2 separate regions of the Mus musculus genome follow, and region 2 is linked to region 1. The links are chromatin contacts, called in public promoter capture Hi-C maps. All regions are on one chromosome and are shown on one strand. The core of a region is the stretch at or near the end of the contact, and the rest is flanking DNA. Distances in the headings are between cores, read along the strand shown. Region 1 holds the start of Fas (Fas (TNF receptor superfamily member 6)). Region 2 overlaps Pank1 (pantothenate kinase 1).

Evidence for each region. Promoter capture Hi-C pulls out the DNA fragments that hold promoters and counts their contacts.
Region 2: a promoter capture Hi-C map of liver shows a contact between it and region 1. A contact is called at or near these places in 4 of 39 promoter capture datasets (embryonic stem cells, liver and maxillary cranial neural crest) and 1 of 9 other capture datasets (adipose tissue).

What each region holds. Positions count from the first base shown.
Region 1 is chr19:34,287,674-34,292,676 of GRCm38.p6, forward strand. It overlaps Fas (Fas (TNF receptor superfamily member 6)), which reads left to right and starts at 2,986. Exons shown (of 9, transcript NM_007987.2): 1 at 2,986-3,071. The coding sequence starts at 3,042.
Region 2 is chr19:34,811,503-34,815,846 of GRCm38.p6, forward strand. It overlaps Pank1 (pantothenate kinase 1), which reads right to left. Exons shown (of 7, transcript NM_001114339.2): 6 at 2,190-2,315; 7 at 1-885. The coding sequence ends at 826. Among named protein-coding and RNA genes, the nearest start is that of Mir107, 7.1 kb to the right of the region's middle.

The DNA of each region.
Region 1 (5,003 bases), core at 1,736-4,235:
CCTTTCCTTTCAATTTTAGAATAGTTGTATTAGGGGCACAGCCTGAGGCTTCTTCATGGCAGCAACAACCTACAGGAAGATGAAGCAAAGGGGGGTGGGGGAGGGGTAGGGTGGGGGTGGGGTGGGTATAAGTTTAGTGACAGCTGCCAAACAGAATGAACAGAACGCCTACAGGAAGGAGAGGAAGGAGGGTGACAATCTAGATTCAGAGCACTTTTAAAAACACCTGCAGAAGACAATGCTGCAGGATGTCCCCCCACTCTCTCTCTCTCTCTCTCTCTCTCTCTCTCTCTCTCTCTCTCTCTCTCTCCATTCTGTGTGTGTGTGTGTATTTGTATATTCTTAATTAGATAGATCCTCCAGGGAGGAAAAGAAGTAGAAACAGAAGCTGAGCGAGCGATCAGTGGATTTTGCAGACCTTCTGACCCATAGAGGTGGAGTCCAGAAACTGCTTCATGAACAGGAAACTCTTGGTGCTGACCTTGAACAAACTTACTTACCTTCTCGGTGAACAAGCGGTTTTTAACCTACAGGGCTGGACCACCGTAGAGCTCACATATCAGATACCCTGCATAGCAGATATTCACATTACGATTCACAACGGCAGCAAAGTTACAGTTGGGATGTAGCAACGAGATAGCATCATAGTTGAGCGTTGCCATAGCATGAACTGTATTAGAGGGTCCAGCATTAGCGAGGGTGAGTACCACTGCTCTAGAATGTTCGCACGACACTAAAGTGCTACCTACTTTTCCAAAACAAAAGTGACTTTGAGATGCATTCATTAACTAGCAGTAAAGAAGTATAAGAATTTTTTTTAACGAAAATTGGTCAGGAAATAATCCGTAACAAAAGGAGGAAGTAATAATGTCTAACACAGCAGGTGAGGGTTTTCCCTTTTACTGAAAATAGACTTCTCTTTTTGATAGATTTATATCCTGACTATGGTCCCCTAACTCTTTTCACCCCAGCTCTTTTCTACCTTCCATCCTATCCAGATATTCCCTTTCTGTCTTGCTCAAAAACAAACTGGCTTCTAAGGAATAATACAAAAAGAAACAGAACTAACACACCGCAATTGGATGAAACAAACAGAAGAAAAAGAAGCCCAAGAGCTGGCACACAAAACAGAGACAAGCTCATGTGCACACTCAGGGATCCCTTAAAAACACTAAATTTGAAGACATAAATGCATATGCAAAGGACCTGTTGCAGACCCATGCAGGCCTGCACATGCTGCCCCAGTCTCTGTGAGGTCATGTGAGCTTTGATCTTGTTGACTTGGAAGGCCTTGTTTTCTTGGTCTTGTCCATCCCCTCTGGGTCTCAGACTCTTCCTGCCTCCTCCTCTTGGGGTTCCCTGAGCACTGAGGGGAGGGATTTGATGGAGACATCTCATTTAGGGCTGAGTGTTCCAGTATCTTTCTCTCTCTGAATAATATTTGGCTGTGGATCTCCGTATTAGGAGTTATTTTATTATAATGTATGTGTTGTTTGTTTGTTTTTATAACATACATATTTGTTTTTTTCCCTAGGTCCCTGGGCTATCTAGTCTCAGGTTCTTGGGTAGCGTCAGGTTTATGTTCTATCTTGTGGAGTGGGGCTAAAGTCAAATCCAGTATTGATGGGTTGCTCCCACAAACTTTGTGCCACTATATGCACTAGCTCATCTCTCTAGCAGGACACCATCATAGATCAAAGGCTTTGGGGTAGAGGTGAGGTTTACCTTTCTCCTTTAGTAGCATGCAGAATATCTTCCAGTACCAAAGATGTTGGCATGTAGGGATGAAGGCTCTATGTAGGCACTTTCTTCTTGCTCTCAACTTCTCTATATTCAATGAGTTGTGTGGGTCTCAGTTTGTGGGGAGCAATCTATAGTCTTGGCAACAGGCTGCATTGTTTGGGGACTCCCATGCAACTCTTTTTGGCCAACGATTCAATTAGATGCAACCCCATCCAGGAAAGGAAAACTTCATTTGATGACAAGAGATGTTCACTTGTGGCTCTGTCTCCCCCCATTATTTGGCTATAGATCACCTTCATGTATGCTTATACTTTAGGAAGACTCTGCTAGGTTTCCATACCTCTCAAATGCCCTTTAATTTTAGCTGTCTCTCCCTGTATTCCCATTCATCGTCTTCCTTTCCCCTCCCCCACTTGATCTTCCCATCATAACTACCTATTTTATTCCTCTTCCTTAATAAGATCTTTCTGTCCCCTCCCCTAGTCCCTTACTCTATATCTAACCCCCGTGGTTCTAAAGATTCTGGCTTGGTCCCTGAGTTAACTGCTGTGTTATTTGTCATAGTCATTTACCTTCATTCTCCATTTGGGAAACGAAGCCAGGGACATTCCCCTCATCAGGATCCCAAAGCCTATTATCTCTACCTCTGCTGTGGTGATTGTCACTTCATGTATCATATATGAGCTCTGTGGAGGGACCTCCCTCATCAGAATCCTAGGGTGTGTACCTCCTCTGTGGTAATTACCATTCAGAGGCCCCAGAAGCCCCAGCAGACCTGTCACTGACAAAATATTGAAAGTGAAGGCAAAATGGTCTTTGTCTCCAGCAATCAGCCAAAGTCCAATTCAATACAGAGTTCAGAATTCCTTCCAGGGTGAGCAGCAGGCAGAAAAAAAAATCTCACTTGACCTGAGGGTGTGACTGTGGAAGCGCCCAGGATGGGGAATGCCCATTTATGCAATCAAGCCCTGCTTGGGCCCCCTCCTCCCCCGCCCCCCACCCCCACCCCGCTCAGGCCGCCTGTGCAGTGGTGAGTCAGTGGGTTTCCCCGGGAGACCAGCAGAACTTTCTCGCAACCCTTGGGGCTTTACGAAGATTGTGTTTGGTCCCTCAAAAGAAAAAAAGTGACATACACGTGTTCAAAGCGATTTCTGGGAAGACCTGAATAGGAGCGAAGCGGTTTGTGCGTGCCAGGGGGCGGGCCTAGGCAAAGTACATACCCACAGGCAGTCTAGAGCTGGTGGGTGGGGCCGCAGGCTGCCCACACAGGCCGCCCGCTGTTTTCCCTTGCTGCAGACATGCTGTGGATCTGGGCTGTCCTGCCTCTGGTAAGCTTTGGGACGCCTGGGATGTGGGACGCTGCATACTGGGGACCACCACATGAGATTCCAGATGTGGCTGGCATTGGGTGCCACCGGTCCAGATGTTTAGAAACGCAGGGGAGCTGCTTTCGCTCTTGGCTAAGTGCTCAGGGCTGAAGCCCAAGTCCAGCGTTTTTCTGGAAAAAGTTTGGGTCGGGGCGGGGGGCGGGGGCGACGGTCAGAGCTTGGTGCTGGCCAGCTCTTGGATCGATCGCTTTAGTATGGCTGGAGAGGGACTCTGGCTTATAGACTTGCCCAGACACTTTTCTAGTGCCACTTTAGGGCACTAGAAAAGTTCGCTCCGAGGCTCCCTGGCATTTGACACTTCTGACAGTTCGCTCAACCGGGAAGTGAGTTACTCTGGGCTGTATTTACAAGCCAAGCATTAGATCATAAAATTTCTCAAAGTAACTTTGTCTGCGAAGATTTGTTTACTCTCCTGTAACAACACGGGAAACAAAAAAAACCTTCCCTTCCGGGAATTGAGCTGTCAAATTGTGGATGGCTGAACTGGTGGATATTTTTATATTGTTTGTACTGTTTCTTCTGTTACCCTCTTTCTGCTGGCACTCTCACAGCAGATTTGTCCCAGTAACCCTAGGGCTCTGAGTCCCAGCTCCTCCTTGTCTGCTGCAGGCACAGAAGTAAGAACTCTCCAGCATTCGGTCTCTTCAGAAATGCCTGTTAATAAATGCCAGTCCGAGGGATTCGACCCTCCGAGGTTCAATCCAGTTCTGAATTTAGAAAGATTGCTTTATCAGGTCCCTAAAAATTTGCCGGGCACAAGGATCTCAAATCGGTTTTCACAGCAGTGGTAGAAGGGAGGAAGACAACCTCTCCTTACTTTTACAAGGTTAAAAGAGGTTCCGAGAGCTTAAGCATTTAACAGAGGTCACACAGCTAGCAAATGACAGTGCCGGGCTTCAGTTGAGATCTAACTCCAAGGGGCATGTACATACACACACACACACACACACACACACACACACACACACTACTGCCCCATGGTATGGTTAAGAGAAAGGTTTTTATTGTGGATATAAAAGAGAAAATGGCCAGAGGCATCTGGAAGAGCCCAGAACATAGAGAGAAAGAAGTAAACTGAACATGGCCAGCAGACTCGACCAGGGCTATCTGAGAGAGAGAGAGAGAGAGAGAGAGAGAGAGAGAGAGAGAGAGAGAGAGAGAGAGAGAGATGGAGCAGAGGCTAGAGAATAGAGAAAACCGAGCGAGAGAAGCAGGCGCCGAGGTGAGAGAACAGAGTGAGAAGAGCAGAGCAGGTTTTTAGGTTAAATGAGTCGCTAGTGGATGGGAAGCCCAGGAGCTGGAGGGAGCTTGAGTAGGGGTGGCAGTGAGCAGGACTAGGATGCTAGCATGCACTTTGAAATGTGCAACAGGCACTTGTGGTCCAAGTATGTGCTTTGATGTGCTGGTTAATAGGCACTACAGGTAGTCTCCTATGTCCCATCTGCCAGAGGTAAGGGAAATGACTTTCCAATGGATCAGAGGAGGCACATTTAGTCAAATCCTTAATACAAGCAAACCAGATAATCTGACAACATGGTGCAGAGACTGTTTGCTTGGCAGGGCATGTACAAACATGTCATCTTGAAGGGTTTTTTTTTCCTAGCGATTCTTTTCCACAACCTGATTTACTGACCTCCATCCCTACCCTAGATCCATATTGTTCTTCCCCTAGAAGGGACAGCCTGCAGGTGAGGAATATTCTGAATGGGAAGAGCCCATGGTTAGAGATAGGAGCAAGCTCTAAGAGCAAACTGAGAGAGAGAGAGAGAGAGAGAGAGAGAGAGAGAGAGAGAGAGAGAGCAGGCAGGGAGACATCCTTTAGAAGCACAGTCATGGGGAGTGGAAGAGGCTTAGGGAAACACCATCAGAGAG
Region 2 (4,344 bases), core at 1,494-3,993, 520 kb after region 1:
TAGTGTAAAGTAAATCCGATGGGACATGACAGTGGTGAGGGGTGTAAGAAGACAAAGATAAAACTGCACACAATGTTCAATGTTCGCCACTTTCATTAACCCCTTCGTTTAAAGTCTTCTCACAGGGTCACATGTTTAGAACTGCAGATATGTGTTTAACTTTGTGTTGAGTTGGTCAGCACCTTGATTGACAGGAGCAATTACAATGAGAAAAGCATACAGACAGAGAAGAGAGAAATCACGAGGAACAAAAACAGAAGGGGGGGATCCTTTTTTCTTTTCTTTTCTTTTTTTTTTGTCCTAAGACATTGCAACAGAAAAGATTTGAGAGAGAGAGAGAGAACAAAGTGTTCACAGTGCAACATACCAGATTCGTAGTTTCATTTGAAACCAACAGCAAATCATGAAACGTCATGAAAAAATATAAGTAAAGGCAAAATCTCCTAGAGTAATTACTAAATGAAGTTAAAATTACCACACTGATCAGTAAACCCCAGAAGAAAAATGGACAGCGCTTTCATTTCAGGCCCCTCTGAATGAACATCATACAAGTTTTCAAAGTTAATGCATGAAATTGGTTAGGTTTGGCCACGCTGCACAATTTCTTGTTTTTTTTTTTTTTAAAAATACAGTATACAGAAAAAATTCTTATATTCCCCATTTTGTATCATAAGCTTGAAAGCTAAGAGCAAAAGGTCTAGGATTTTAGGTTATTTACAAATACAGCAGGTTCATCCACCATAGTGGCTTGGTTTCTGCCCCACGGAGATGTCACCTTCTCTGGCAAGGCCCGTCAGTCCTCTGTCCGCACGAGGGGCTGTTCCTCTACTGTGTATCGGTCATTTTGAACAGTTCCAACAGGGCCCCAACAGCTCCAAAATAACCCTGCAAAAACACGGAGAACTCCTGTAGGGTTGTTCCTGAACCGTAACCAAAGAACTATTGCGTTCATTAGTTCTAGGAAGGCTGCCCTGCACTTTACAGATCTATAACATTAGAAACGGAACTCATGACAGGAGATATGGGTTAGAGGCAAGGCCTGTGTTTAGCACAAGCAAGTCTACACAGTTGATCTCCCTAAACACAAAACAAACACTGATCTCTTGGATAAAAAAAAAAAAAACTCAAGACCAAGTAATCAAATAACTATCACTAGTCTGAATGTATATTTATCTATATTAATATAGAAAAGTGCTTAGGACTGTATCTGGCACTGCCTTCTTATAAAACAAAAGCTCATATTTCTGATAATGAAGGTTTCTAAAACTCAGCTATATTAGGAAATAGCGTCTTAGTCATTGGCTTGCTATATGTAACAAAATACCACACTCTGAGTGGCTTATAAAATAAATAAACACTATGACTTCATCTCATAGCTTTTTGGATGCAGGGCAGTCCAAAGTCAAGGTGTTTGTGAAAGCCAGGCTCCTGGCAGACTCGGTCGTCACCGTGAACTGGCACAGCAGAGAGTGCCTCTTTTATAAAGGCACTCATTCCTTTGTAGAACTCAGCCCTGGTGACCTAGTCTCCTCCCCAAGGTCTCACCTACTGACACTGTCATCTTGGGGATTAGGATTTTAGTGTATGAAGGGATGGCATACAAACATTGAGTCCACTAGCTACCTGGTGCCCAAAGGGCTAGGGAGACACAGCTCCTGTTTTGCCTGCCTCAGCAGTTACCTTAGAGATGGCGTGGATCAGTCAGGACCTTTAAGGCAGTTTCTGAATTCTTATCACATGTTAGAAATTTTTCCAAGCACTTTACATTTAAGTGTAAATCACTGTCAATCACAGGGACAGCTCCTACTGACTTCACACGTGTTGGATAACCACACAGAAGTGCTGCTACTGGGTCATTGAATTCTAACTTTGGGTTTTTCTAAGAAATTTCCCATACTGTTTCCTATAGTCATTTGTTATCATTGTTTATTATTATTGCTGTTGTTGGTATTATTATTTCCAAGTGACATTTTCTTTTCATTTCAGTAACAGTCTTCAAATCTCCACTGTTGGCTAAGAAAACTTCCATTATATACATGACATTTTGGCAGGTGGGGTGGGTAGGGTAATAAATACCAAGTTTAAAAAGCAATTTTCTACTTGATCAATTTTAAAATACAGATCTGACTCTTATGGCAGACAACCCAAAATACATGTAGGACAGTTACGTCCCCGTGAGCTTGACCTACCTCATGTTCCAAAAACAGTGCTTTCAGCTGTCCTTTAGACCAAAAGTCCATGGCATATGCTAGCAACTTCATTGAGACCATATTGATTCTGAGAAAGTTCCCAACAAACACAACTCTGTCAATATTCTGAAGGAAAAAAAAAGTTACAGGGAAACAATTAAGCCATGGCTTTAAAAGAGCATTTAGTAAGGACCCAGTATTCTATATGTGGTTGTATAGGACCACACTCAGTCAATATTTGCATTCTATATGTGGTTGTATAGGACCACACTCAGTCAATATTTGCATTCTATATGTGGTTGTATAGGACCACACTCAGTCAATATTTGCAAATGGAACTATTTCAGCATCTCAGAATCTCTAAAACCAACGTTCAACCAACAGAACATTCCACAGAACAGAAGGCGTAAGTTTTGGTTAACTTGACAAAAGCTCGAATCAGTTGGGAAGAGGGGAACTCAACTGAGAAGATGCCAACATCAGACTGGCCTGAGGCACGTCCGTGGGGCATTTTCATGATTGATATGGGATGGCCCAGCCCACTTCAGGTGGTGTCATGACCTGTTTGAGGCAGAGTACCTCAGTAAGCAGCCTCCCTCTGTGGTCTCTGCTTCAGGTCCTGCCTCCAGTTTCTTACTCTATTTGGGTTCCTCCTTCGGCTTCCCTCAATGCTGGAGTTTTATTAGGAAATATAGGTCAAGTGAACTCTTTCCACCCCAAACTGACACCCCATGATCTTTATCACAGCAACAGAGAGCAAACCAGGACACAGGCAAAGCGGAAATGATAATGAACAAGTTGCTGTGTTTTTGCTTACAATTATCATGCTAGGTTGCATTAGGTGTGATACATATTCAGTTTAACACACACACACAGCCCCCAGACTCCAAGGATAAAATACTATTAGAATCAACTTATAAATGAAATGAAGGGCAGTGGTGTGGTTTGTTCAGCTACTGAGTTTGGGATATAATAAAGAAAAAAATATTCAATCTCTGCCCTCAAGAGCAAGGTAGAATATCCTGCTTGAGCGACAGAAGGGTTAAAATAAGGTAACAAAAATGCACACCACTGATGTAAAATTTCATTCTGTAGCCACACTTATGAACACTCCTCTCACCCTGTGCACTCCGGGCTCCCAAGCCCCCCAGTTCCTGCAGCTCTTCCAATCCTTCCCCTGGGGATGTCTGAAGCTAAAGACTGGCTGGGCTCAGCCCACCTGCCATGCAGATGCTGAATCGTGCCCAGTTGCCATGGTCACCCAGATCAAAGGCAACAGAGCCTCTGATGCTTATTTTCTGCTGTCTACCAGGAGTAATCAAGGTCTAGGAACACCATCTTTTGCATGTCTCAGATCTTAACAATGTGTGTTCGTGAAGACATTAGTCACTGAAAATATTCTGTAGGTAAAGGACTCAGAGGTACTTTCAGTAAATTTCCATTAGAAATAAAGTCTGTAGCTACAAACTGACCAGACTACAGAACATACACGGTTTTTGTTTTTTGTTTTTGTTTTTTTCAAAAAGCATATCAAATAGGAATTTAACTAAATTTAGGGGGCTCAAATTTAGAATTCTCAAAGCCCCGTCTTATATTATCCTACCAGGAAGATGGAGAAGTCAGCATTAAATTTTGACAAGCATTTCATATTGCAAATAAAGGCCAGGTGGGTCAAAATTACAAATGTTTAACAAAGAAGGAAAATGAGAGGTAACAAAGGAGACTATAAGCAAACTCTTACTAAATGTGGCATGGGGCTGGGGCAGTGGCTCAGCAGCTAAGAGTGCATGCTGCTCTAACAAGGCACCACACAGGGTTCCCAGCACACACATAACTGCCAGGAACATAAAGAGTTCCTGGAAGTCAGCAAGAAAGCAGGAGCATCAGTCCGGAAACACAGCTGGTGAACAGTCTCTTCCCAGGCTAGTCACAGGTGACCGGAAGGGGAATTACTGAGACAGTCAGCAAGGGTGCTCAGTGGGAAAGGTGCTTGCTGTTAAACCTGAGGACCTGAGTCTAATGTCTAGATCCGGCACAGATAGCATAAGGAGAATATTGACTCTCACGACTTGTCCACATAGACGATAGTATGTTTGCACCGAGAGAGCAAGAGAGCGAGAGAGAGAGAGAAAGAGAGAGAGAGAAGTAATTTAAA